Linked DNA regions of Hordeum vulgare: region 1 is linked to region 2. The links are chromatin contacts, called in public Hi-C maps. All regions are on one chromosome and are shown on one strand. Each heading gives the region's core, a stretch centred on a gene start, on an enhancer-like site or on the middle of the called end of the contact. The rest is flanking DNA. Distances are from core to core; before and after follow the strand shown. Region 1 holds the start of LOC123426258 (leucine-rich repeat receptor-like serine/threonine-protein kinase At1g17230). Region 2 holds the start of LOC123426254 (peroxisomal (S)-2-hydroxy-acid oxidase GLO5).

What was found. Hi-C and Micro-C count contacts between places; a contact is called where the count stands out from the background.
Region 1: a contact with region 2 is called in a Hi-C map of leaf, with 9 times the contacts expected there. The contact joins the promoter of LOC123426258 here to the promoter of LOC123426254 in region 2. A contact is called at or near these places in 4 of 6 Hi-C or Micro-C datasets (leaf and seedling) and 1 of 1 datasets of contacts at active chromatin or transcription factors (embryo).

The regions. Positions count from the first base shown.
Region 1 is chr2H:352,560,602-352,566,758 of MorexV3_pseudomolecules_assembly, forward strand. LOC123426258 (leucine-rich repeat receptor-like serine/threonine-protein kinase At1g17230) reads left to right here and starts at 3,656. Exons shown (of 2, transcript XM_045110057.1): 1 at 3,656-6,157. The coding sequence starts at 4,077.
Region 2 is chr2H:352,279,205-352,284,686 of MorexV3_pseudomolecules_assembly, forward strand. LOC123426254 (peroxisomal (S)-2-hydroxy-acid oxidase GLO5) reads right to left here and starts at 2,618. Exons shown (of 10, transcript XM_045110052.1): 1 at 2,388-2,618; 2 at 1,983-2,139; 3 at 1,385-1,509; 4 at 1,210-1,256; 5 at 1,031-1,108; 6 at 807-931; 7 at 645-711; 8 at 501-563. The coding sequence starts at 2,119. It also overlaps the pseudogene LOC123426255.

The DNA of each region.
Region 1 (6,157 bases), core at 2,406-4,905, 280 kb after region 2:
AAGATCTTATCGTTTGAACCTCAGTGCCAAGGATTCATATAATCCCGTATGTCATTCCCTTTGTCCTTCGGTATGTTACTTGCCCGAGATTCGATCGTCAGTATCCGCATACCTATTTCAATCTCGTTTACCGGCAAGTCTCTTTACTCGTTCCGTAATACAAGATCCCGCAACTTACACTAAGTTACATTGCTTGCAAGGCTTGTGTGTGATGTTGTATTACCGAGTGGGCCCCGAGATACCTCTCCGTCACACGGAGTGACAAATCCCAGTCTTGATCCATACTAACTCAACGAACACCTTCGGAGATACATGTAGAGCATCTTTATAGTCACCCAGTTACGTTGCGACGTTTGATACACACAAAGTATTCCTCCGGTGTTAGTGAGTTATATGATCTCATGGTCATAGGAACAAATACTTGACACGCAGAAAAACAGTAGCAACAAAATGACACGATCAACATGCTACGTCTATTAGTTTGGGTCTAGTCCATCACGTGATTCTCCTAATGACGTGATCCAGTTATCAAGCAACAACACCTTGTTCATAATCAGAAGACACTGACTATCTTTGATCAACTGGCTAGCCAACTAGAGGCTTGCTAGGGACAGTGTTTTGTCTATGTATCCACACATGTAAATGAGTCTTCATTCAATACAATTATAGCATGGATAATAAACGATTATCTTGATACCGGAATTATAATAATAACTATATTTATTATTGCCTCTAGGGCATAATTCCAACAGTCGTGTACTCCTCTCCTTCGGCCATTCCGATCTGATGAAATCATGCACGCAAATCGAGCTTGGAGAACCATTTTGCCCTAGTGAGTTCATCAAGCAGTTCATCAATGATAGGAACTATGTACTTGGCAACAATTGTCATAGCATTCAGGCGACGGTAAGCAACGCATAGCCACCATGTACCGTCTTTTTTATTGACGAGGAGTGCTGGAGAGGAGAACGGGATGGAGCTCTTCTGAATGACGCCATCATCAAGAAGTTCATGGACTTGACGCTCGATCTCAGTTTTGAGCTCAGGATTATATCGGTATGGTTTGGAGTGTACCGGTTGTGCTCCTGTCATCAGGGGTATGCGATGGTCACATTCGCGTCTGGGTGGCAGGGATATGGGGTCTTCGAACACATCAGTGAACTACTCAAGTAGACGAAGAACCTCAGCTGGCATTGGTGTCTTTGTGCTGCTGTTGCCATCGAGTGAGTTGAGGTGTATGATGTGGGCTACAGAGCCCTGCTTGCACTCTTGAAGTAATTTTGGGAGCAGAAATCACTGAACATTGTGTCGGGTCTGAAGAAGTTGTCGATAATCGCAGCTGGCCGCTTGGTGTGGTGACTGTCAAGTAGTGCTCAATCCAGTCTATGTGCATCGGACTGTTTCCGCAACCAGTCCATACCAAGGATGTCATCATAGGAGCCCAGCTTGGGAATTTTGAAATCAGTGTTGAATTCGTGCCCTTGAGCAAGCCAGTGATAGTCCGGAATGTAGTAAGAGCAAGGAATGGTAGCACTATCATCCACTCTTACTTTGCAGGGTCGCGAGAGGAGGGTGTGTCGCCCGACAGCTTGGTTGCTAAGTTACTGTCTAGAAATGAGGTGGAGCTACCTGAATCGACCAGCATCACGATCTCATGCCCTTGAAGCCATGCATGGAGTTGTAGCACGCATGGATCTGGTGAGTCGTCGTTCGCCGAGCGTGATATGGTGCACAAATCCTCCTCGTCGGGTTCACGTGAGGTTGGTGGTGATTTAGGTGGAACATCGTCTTGTGCAAACATAGCGAGGAGCTCATCAACTACATGCATCTGGACTGTGGGTGGACAGACATGGTCTTTGCCCCATCGGTCTCCACACTTGAAGCAAAGGCCCTTTGCTCTCCAAAACCGACGAAGGGTTGCGACCTTGCTGGCTTCAGACGGTGCGCACGCGGCGTCAGTACCGCGCCGATCTTCAAAGACTGCTCTTGGTGTTGCGGGCCTGCTGAAGAAGGACGGCGTGGCCGAACGAGCAAACACAGCTTGGTTGTGGCTGGTGGAGCGCCCATAGGGCAATCCGCCGCCGGCAACTTCCTCCTGAAGTAGAGCGAGCGAACATGCAGTGTACATGTCCGGTGGTCACTGAACGAGCACCATCGAACGGATGTCCAGCTGTAGTCCCTCAACAAATCGGGTCAAGAAAAAAATACGAGTGAGTAGCTTTAGAGTAGGATATCAAATGATTCATCAGAGATTCGAAGCGCTCGATGAAATCGGCGACGGTGGTGGTTTGTTTGATGGCATAAAATTGGTGGATGAGCATCTGATGCTTGTCTCGCCCGAACCGGGTGCAGAGTAGGGAGGTGAAAGATTCCCAATCTAGCCCAGTCAATTTCTTCTAGACTGACTGCAGCCAAATGCCCACAGGGCTCGAGAAACTGAGGATGTCCATAGGTACATGGTAGGTGTCGTGGATCACGAACATCTGGAAGTACTACTCGCAGAGCGTCTTTCAGAGTTGCGGGTTCTCGCCCATGAACACGGGGAAACTCATGGATGGTGGTGGCTGGCCGAGAGAGTCGGGGATGGGTGATGATAGAGGAGGCGCGGTAATGGTGAGCGGAAGAGGAGTCATACCCGTGACCGGGAGTGCCGTCGGCGACACAACGGTCATCGACGAGTCCCCCCCCCCCAGTGAGATCAACGTCGACGTGGCCACTTAGCCCGTGAAGGTCGCCGCACGTGGGAAGCAGCGGCGGAAGGGATTGCGTCACTCCACTTGACGACGAGGGGGTGGAAGCTTCCAGCTTGGCGAAACGAGCTTCGAGATCGAGCTTCCAGCGAAGCAGATCGTCGATCTGGGAGGACTGCATGTGTAGCGGCTTGAGGACAGAGCCGGAGTCGGCCTTGGCGTCCTGGCGCATCTGGTCGAGGTACTCCTTGAGTGCCAGATCCATGGTGGCGACGAGGATCTGCCGCGTGCGGGTGCGGTACCGGGTCTCCAAAGTGACATGCGGAGAGGATGGTGGTTGTGCTCTGATACCAGGATGTTAGGTACCAGATCGATACGAGTCTTGGTGGCTAGAGATCACACAAGTTGCGGTAGCTACAACTCGATCTCACGGACAGGCCCGCGGCTCGCGGAGGAAGAAGGTGGGGAACGGGAAGAGAGTCGTCGAAGCCGTCCTGATCCAACTGGATGTTGTTGTCGCCGCATACACGCGTAGAAGTAGTGGTTGTGTCGGTCGCGTCGGGCCTAGACGGTCCAATGAGGCCCAACATATTTCCTGTTTGGTTTTGGTCTGCTGGTGGCCCGCGTGTCAACGAGCTGATGATCTTCAACGATGATACTGTCTATCGGATCGGAACGCTGACAAGTTATATGAACCGAGAGGAGTGCATGCAAAATCTCAATCCCTAAACTGAACCTTTTGTGCTAGAAACGAAAAAGGCGAGAGATCCCCGCAAAAAAAAGAAAAAGGTGAGAGAAAACACACGTAATCCTTCTAGCCACAAAGTGCTTATGTTGACGACACCGCTTTTTTGCCAAACCAAAACGGCGCTTTCGGCCAGCGGGCGATCCGTAATCCACACCAGCACACGTACGACTACGAGTATTACTTTACTGCGACGAGTCTACTCTCTCGTCTCATCGTGTTGAGGCAGCGCGAGGCAAATTGTGTCGCTGACGGCCTGGTCCACAACACTCCCCGCGCCCTGCCCCGCCCCCGCGCACCACCTGCTCGGGGAAATGCCAGCGCCAGCTCCAGCTCCAGTGGTCAATGCCATCGCCATGCGCCCACAGCACAGTGCACCTGCACGCCGCCCTTAAAGCTTCCTACTGCCTCCCTCCCACTCGCTAGCTATTTGCGCTTGCGGGAGCGACTAGTGACTAGTGCCACCCACCTCGCCCATGGCCGGCTGTTTCCTGGTGGCATAGTGGGTGGGGAAGGAGATCCATGGCACTCTGTTCCTTGCCGGCAGTCTAGTCTAGTGCGTGTTTCGCTGTGCTGCCCGAGGCCCGAGCTCCTGGGTTTGGGTTTGGGTTTGGGTTTGGGTTTGTTTCTCGCGTACGGCAATGGCGACGGTGGCGCACTTCTTGCTCCCGATTCTTGTATTAGCGGTCGTGAGCTCGGCTGTGCCAGCGGCGGAGCAAAAGGAGGCGGCGGCGCTGCGGGATTTCAAGCGCGCGCTGGTGGACGTCGACGGGCGCCTTTCGAGCTGGGACGATGCGGCCAACGGCGGTGGGCCGTGCGGGTGGGCCGGCATTGCCTGCTCCGTCGCACGTGAGGTGACTGGCGTGACGCTCCACGGGCTCGGCCTCGGTGGAGCTCTCTCCCCCGCCGTCTGCGCGCTCCCGCGGCTCGCCGTGCTCAACGTGTCCAAGAACGCGCTGTCCGGCCCCGTCCCCGCAGGGCTCGCCGCGTGCCTCGCGCTGGAGGTGCTCGACCTCAGCACCAACTCCCTCCACGGCGCCATCCCGCCAGAGCTCTGCGTGCTCCCGTCCCTCCGCCGTCTCTTCCTCAGCGAAAACCTGCTGACCGGCGAGATCCCCGCGGACATAGGCAACCTCACCGCCCTGGAGGAGCTGGTCATCTACACCAACAACCTCACCGGCGGGATCCCCGCGTCCGTCCGCAAGCTACGGCGGCTCCGAGTCGTCCGCGCGGGTCTCAACGACCTTTCCGGCCCGATCCCGGTCGAGCTTAGCGAGTGCAGCAGCCTGGAGGTGCTCGGGCTCGCGCAGAACAACCTCGCCGGGACGCTGCCCCGCGAGCTCTCCCGGCTCAAGAACCTCACCACATTGATCCTTTGGCAGAACGCCTTGACCGGCGACATCCCGCCGGAGCTGGGGAGCTGCACGAACCTGGAGATGCTGGCGTTGAACGACAACGCCTTCACCGGCGGCGTCCCGAGGGAGCTCGGTGCGCTGGCCATGCTCGTAAAGCTCTACATTTACCGGAACCAGCTGGAGGGCACCATCCCCAAGGAGCTCGGGAGCCTGCAGAGTGCCGTGGAGATTGACCTGTCAGAGAACAAGCTGACAGGAGTCATCCCGAGCGAGCTCGGCAAGGTACAGACGCTCCGGCTGCTCCACCTCTTCGAGAACCGCCTGCAAGGCAGCATCCCGCCGGAGCTGGGCAAGCTGGGTGTCATAAGGAGGATAGACCTGTCCATCAACAACCTCACCGGCGCAATTCCGATGGAGTTTCAGAACCTGCCGTGCTTGGAGTACCTGCAGCTGTTCGACAACCAAATCCATGGCGGCATCCCTCCTTTGCTGGGGGCGAGAAGCACGCTGTCGGTGCTGGATTTGTCTGACAACCGGTTGACGGGCAGCATCCCGCCTCACCTGTGCAGGTACCAGAAGCTCATCTTCTTGAGCCTGGGGTCAAACCGTCTCATCGGCAACATCCCTCCGGGAGTGAAGGCTTGCAAGACCCTGACCCAGCTCCGGCTGGGGGGTAACATGCTAACGGGGAGTCTGCCCGTCGAGCTGTCGGCGATGCACAACCTGTCGGCGCTTGAGATGAACCAGAACCGCTTCTCCGGCCCCATACCGCCTGAGGTCGGCAACTTGAGGAGCATAGAGAGGCTGATTCTGTCGGGGAATTACTTTGTCGGACAGCTCCCCGCTGGCATTGGCAACCTCACGGAGCTCGTCGCCTTCAATATATCATCCAACCAGCTCACCGGACCGGTCCCTCGGGAGTTGGCAAGGTGTACAAAGCTACAGAGGCTTGATCTCAGCAGGAACTCCTTCACCGGCCTCGTTCCTCGGGAGCTCGGCACACTGGTGAACCTGGAGCAGCTCAAGCTATCCGACAACAGTCTGAATGGCACCATTCCTGCAAGTTTTGGAGGCCTTTCCCGGCTCACGGAGCTGCAGATGGGAGGCAACCGACTGTCTGGTCCTGTGCCGCTTGAGCTTGGCAAACTCAATGCCCTCCAGATTGCTCTAAACCTCAGCTACAACATGCTATCCGGTGACATCCCAACTCAGCTAGGGAATTTGCGGATGCTGGAATACCTCTTCTTGAACAACAATGAGCTTCAAGGGGAGGTTCCTTCCTCCTTCACTCAACTGTCAAGCCTCATGGAGTGCAACCTTTCTTACAATAATCTTGTTGGGTCGCTTCCGAGCACCCTGCTCTTCCA
Region 2 (5,482 bases), core at 1,368-3,867:
GTTTTCTGAAGGAATTAAAAATAGTTTTCAAATGAGCGAAATCAGTTATTTGAAAGTTGTCCTTTGAAAGAATTGGATTTACTTTTTGGAATTATTGATATATGTAAAAAATATCTCTAAGTAAAATCAAATGAAAATCAGGAATTAATATTAAGTTAAATGGATTTCTTAATTATAATGATTATTAAATTAGCTGCTTTGGTATGGGTTGAAAAAAGGACCGCACCAGTTGCAGTCACGCTGGTGGGCTGCTGAGCAGCTGGATTACACGTGGTGGACCCTAGCGCTGAGAAATACGTATAAGAACGTGGTCTCACAGCTTTAGAGGTGGCATCATTTCATTGGCTTAAAATCCACCGGTGCACCCGTAGAAAGAGGTTTGCGGCCACGGGTAGCTATAACCAATTTCATGCCCAAATGGAGTCGGTTTTCAAGTTCAAGTAAGACTTTTCTTGTTTTTTTTTTTTTGAACATAAGTAAGACTTTTCTTGTTGGTTTACCTTCCAGCTCAGGGTGCGGTCGATTTGACCCGCGACATATGAAGCTAGTCCTGAATCGTTAGCCTGCTTGGAACACAGAGATCTCATGAGAATTCAGACAAACAGACGTCAACGTGTTTCTCTAAGATGAATTATGCACCTCACCTGGTCCATTTTCCCCAGGTCCAAACCTTCAAAGTTCTTCAGTGTCAAATTTTGTGGCAAAACAAATCTGCACCCACAACCACAAGCAGGTTGATGTTGCTCAATATAAATCCCGACATATATGTGCAGCCTGTGTGTTTGATTGATCTATGGAGAACATACCTGTTCTTGATATCAGCTTCCCTGCGGCCAAGTCGTGGGGTGTCCACGGTGAGCGCTATCGCCTTGAATCCAGCCTTTTCCGCTCTCCTCACTAGCTGCTCGACCACCCTCCTGTCTTTGTAGACCTACAAAGTTGAAATGAAGAAGTATCATTATTCACAACCCTGGGTAGCAAAATGAGAGGATGGTGACTTATATTTAGGAACGGAGGGAGTAGTATTTACATAGAGTTGGAAGAAACGGATCCCTGGTCCGGTTGAGGCAACCTCCTCAACACTTGAAGTAGCCCAGGACGACAATGTCTGAAAGAAAAATACAGCACCTCATTCTACTTCCTCACATAGGATTGTTCAATATACCGGTCAGTATAGATATTCTGATGCAAGGGGCTGCATCGACATACCATTATAGTGCCTGCTGCTGATGCTGCGCGGGCAGTTGCATACTCTCCTGATATTATTTTTAGGTCAACAATGTGCAGCAGACAAAGCAGGAACCATTTCAAAATTCTTACAACGTTATATACTTTGGTGTAGCTCAATTAAACACAATCAAATGGCATTTCAGAGAGACAATACCATCTGGGTGAGCCATCTTCTGCATGGCAGTGGGGGAAATCATGATGGGCATTGAGAGCTTGAATCCCAGGATAGTTGTTGTCATGTCGATTTTGGATACATCGATCAGAATGCGCGGGCGGAACCTACCCAAAACACATGCAGACAATGGATGGGTAAATCGGTAGTAATGCTACTCTAGCTCTGTAATGATCTAAAGCAATTTATATTACTCCCTTCATCCCAAAATAAGTGACTCAAAAGTGACTCAACTTTGAACTAGTTTACAGAGGAATAGCTCTGAAAGGATGCATTGAGAAATTACTTGAGCAACCCTATTATACGTAACTAGGAACTTGATATTTTTTCCTAAACTAGTGCTATAATATTAGACAAATAGCATGGATTTCCGGAACATTACATGAGAAGCTGATTGATGAAAACAGCATAGTTGTCCTCTTTAATTATTGCTTAGTTCGTTGTCTCTGGATGCGCTCTAAGCTAGGTCAAACTCTGAACCCCCGAAATTCAGTTGGTACAGTGTTCCTCTTACGCATTTCTACAAACAGATACGGAGATACCGTAGGAAGAAAACGGCAAGGATGGGCAGTCAGCTTACAGGATCCTGGCAAAGGCCTCCCTGTTCTCCTGGAGCGTCCACTCGTCCTCGGCACCGGAGGCGTAGTAGTCGTAGATCATCTTGGGAAGCTTCTGCTTGGCGATGGCCTGGTACTCTGTGACATTGGTGATCTCCATTTTTCTGCGCAAATCACCACCTGCACCACTCCATACAAACAACAAGAGGCCTAGTTAGTTATTAAACCTAAAGAAAAGAAAATTACTCCCTCTCCACCTAAATAATTGTAGTTAGGGAGAACTTGCAAGTGGGTGAAACACCTTGTGAAGAAGATTACACGATCAAGACAAAGAAAGAATATGGGCTAATAACACAGTAACAGTGTCCAAGAAGTGGAGCATGTGGTGCATCATAAACCTGGTAAATTACTACTTTAGGTTTTATTACCTTGTACGAGGAGGCTTGGCTGACTGTCCCCTGAAGATTGAGGGGAAGGAAGGAACTAGGGGTTGTGGTGGGGAAGGGGATTGATGCAATATAAGAGATGAGGCGCAGGAGGTTTGGGTGCATGCAGACAAAATTGCGCAGTTGAGAGAGAGAGAGAGAGAGATGAGGGGTTGTATGGATGAGATGAGCAATTGGAGGTGGGAAGAGAGGGTGGCTCTCCTACACTGCTTCCTCATCCATTTGCAACCCTCCCTTCCCTTCCCTAGAAAATCGACCGATTTATCCCCTCGGCCAAAATTCGTGATTTCTCTTCTTCTTCCCTACGGCCTCGTATCTGTTGCCAGTTTGCGTTTCAGGATGGATTCAACGATCCATCAGGGGTGCTCCAGACGTGTTTCCTGTGGGTACTTTCTTTCTTGGAGTCGAGACAATGATATCTGCATCATCATCATCCTCAGCTGTCGCAACAATCTTCAAAGCCAACTTCAGTTAAAATTAATGCAACCCGTGTAAATGTTGGTCATGCTACCAACAATTCAAGTTATTTTTTTAGCTTAACCCATGTCAATATTTCAACAGTTTGGCTGCTATGATAAGATAATAATCCTCACTTTCTTGGCAAGAATCAATGCATAATACATCTGCTTCAGTTAGCTGGAGAAAACATTTTTGTTCAAGTCTCTACTTCTGTGACACACTTACTGCGAAGATTAAATGTTTGCACTTCATTATATCTTCAAGGCCACCTTCAGTTGAAAATCAAACTAACAAATAGGGAACACAATACATTTTGCTCCGTTCTTTTCAAGATAACAGGTACTATTATTTACCCTCCACATACATACAAACAACAAAAATACTTCAATAACACTGCATCCTCCAGCAAAGCAAACTGGCCATCATTAGGCTCACAGCAGATTAAGCCATGAAAATCAGAAAGAGCAGCCCTTGTGTTCTTTCGCTAACTGCAACAGACAATTTCTCCGACTGGATACTCTTCTTCGCTTTCTGATTGATGGTTGCTGACATACATGCTTTGGCAATCTTTCCTTTGCTAACCGTATGTTTCTATTAGTTCAACAGCACATATAAGGGCAAGGCGTCTTAGTTTCCCCAAACATTGTCCCATGAGTTGTTGTTGGCTTTTGGTGTCTCAAAAAGCTGCTGGCCAGGTCCCTCTAATGCAGGGGCCTCAGTGCCCTGAACACGGCCTTTCTTTGACTTTGTTCGCACTCCTATCAGGCGCAAGACAAATCTCGCAAGCTCACCGTAAAGCATCCCAGACCGATCAAAAAGCTGCGGCAATCAGATACAAACAATGTAAGTACATGCTATTTGAACCCAATACAAACGAGGAAAACATAAAATAACAGTACCTGCAACATAGCTGTAATGAATAAATAGAAGGCTTGTGTGTTTTGTTCAACGAGAAATGCAACTCGCCCAAAGAAACTGACGGCACCATGCATCTGTAGCAAAATCCATGATTAGTTATGAAGAATTGTTTTCAAAAGATTAAGCATGTGTTAAACCGTCAAAGTAATGGGAGAACTATTATAATTCGGCAGTGTTTGATAGCAAAGTATTGTAAAAAATAAAGTACTGATAAACTACAGTAATTTAACCTGGAGGTACAAAAAGAACACGGTTTTGACATAACAAGGTATTTTGGAGTATTTAGAAACTGTAGAGACCTGTTTGACAAGAGCTTATATGCGTCAACTAAAATTAACTAGCCAGTCGTTTGAAGCAGTTGCAAACGCTCACGTTGCTAGCTAGTTAGACGTTGCAAGCTGATGAACGACCATGCACAGAGCACCGGCATGCACAAACCAGTACGAGCACAGACTAATTGAACGGACGCGCAAGCTCAATGTCACACCCATTAAGGAGGAGCAGTCAAACTTACAACGTACTGACATGGAGCAAGGACCTGAGGCTCTGCAACACGGCTATGCCAGAGGCTCACCACGCGAGGCGGAGCTCGGGTTGACGGGAACGACTTGGTCATCCCGGCCAGGCCAGTCCATCAGGCTATATAAGATCTAGTAACGGAGCGAACACGGATTGGGCGGACACGACTCAGGGAAATCAGAGAAAGCAGTGGGAAGAACCTTTTTGATTTGTCCATGGCCGCCGACCAAGACGCCATCCACACACAACAGGGCGGCGGCGGCTGCTTAGGTGGGCTCGTTCTTTTCACGTGCTCGGTTAAAAAAAAAGAGGTCCAGGGTTGTTTTTTTTATCCAGAGAAAATACCATGGTTTAGGGAATACTGTTGTATTAATAGTTTTTTGTGGTTGCCAAACAGCTCACCGTAATTAAAACCGGGGTAATCTGAAAAACTCTAGTATTTTCATAATACAAACTTCCTCTGTACCACAATACTTGTAGGTGGGGGAACTTGTATTAGTTCTCCCCAACAACAAGTATTTAGGTACAGAGGGAGTAGAAAATACTCAGCTATCAAACAGGGCCTTCAGGTGTTGTATGAATGAAATGTAACTTCACGCATGTCTATCTATAAACTTTGATATACTCGATGATAAGATCTCTACTCCAAAAAACAAATGTGAACAAGCATGGTCAAATGTTCAACATTACCATGATGACACACTAGAATGTACATTAACTAAAACCTACTGTACTTAACTAGACATATCAAAACAGGTACAACATAGAAACTCACAACAGCCTGGGCTTCAGAGTAAAACATAGTGGATAATTGGATGAAGAAACTGTAAACAAAGATTGGTTTGCTTTAGGCAGCAAATGTTCGTAACCAAACATTTCACATTAGACATTAATGAACACTCGGAAAGTTATTGCATGCTTCAATGTGCACTGGATGGTTGGACCAATTGAAACAGAACACAATCATGATCAGTGAAAAAGTAAGCAGAAGTATTATACCACACGTAGGAAGGACACCCAGAAACCCGGTGGTGCAGCAGGAGGGCCAAATGAATTTGGATCCGGATTGCCGTAAGGGCCCATACCACCCATACCGCCCATTCCACCCATGCCGCCCATACCACCCATGCCACCCATGCCGCCCATACCATAACCACCATAAGAGCCTCCCATCCCACTGT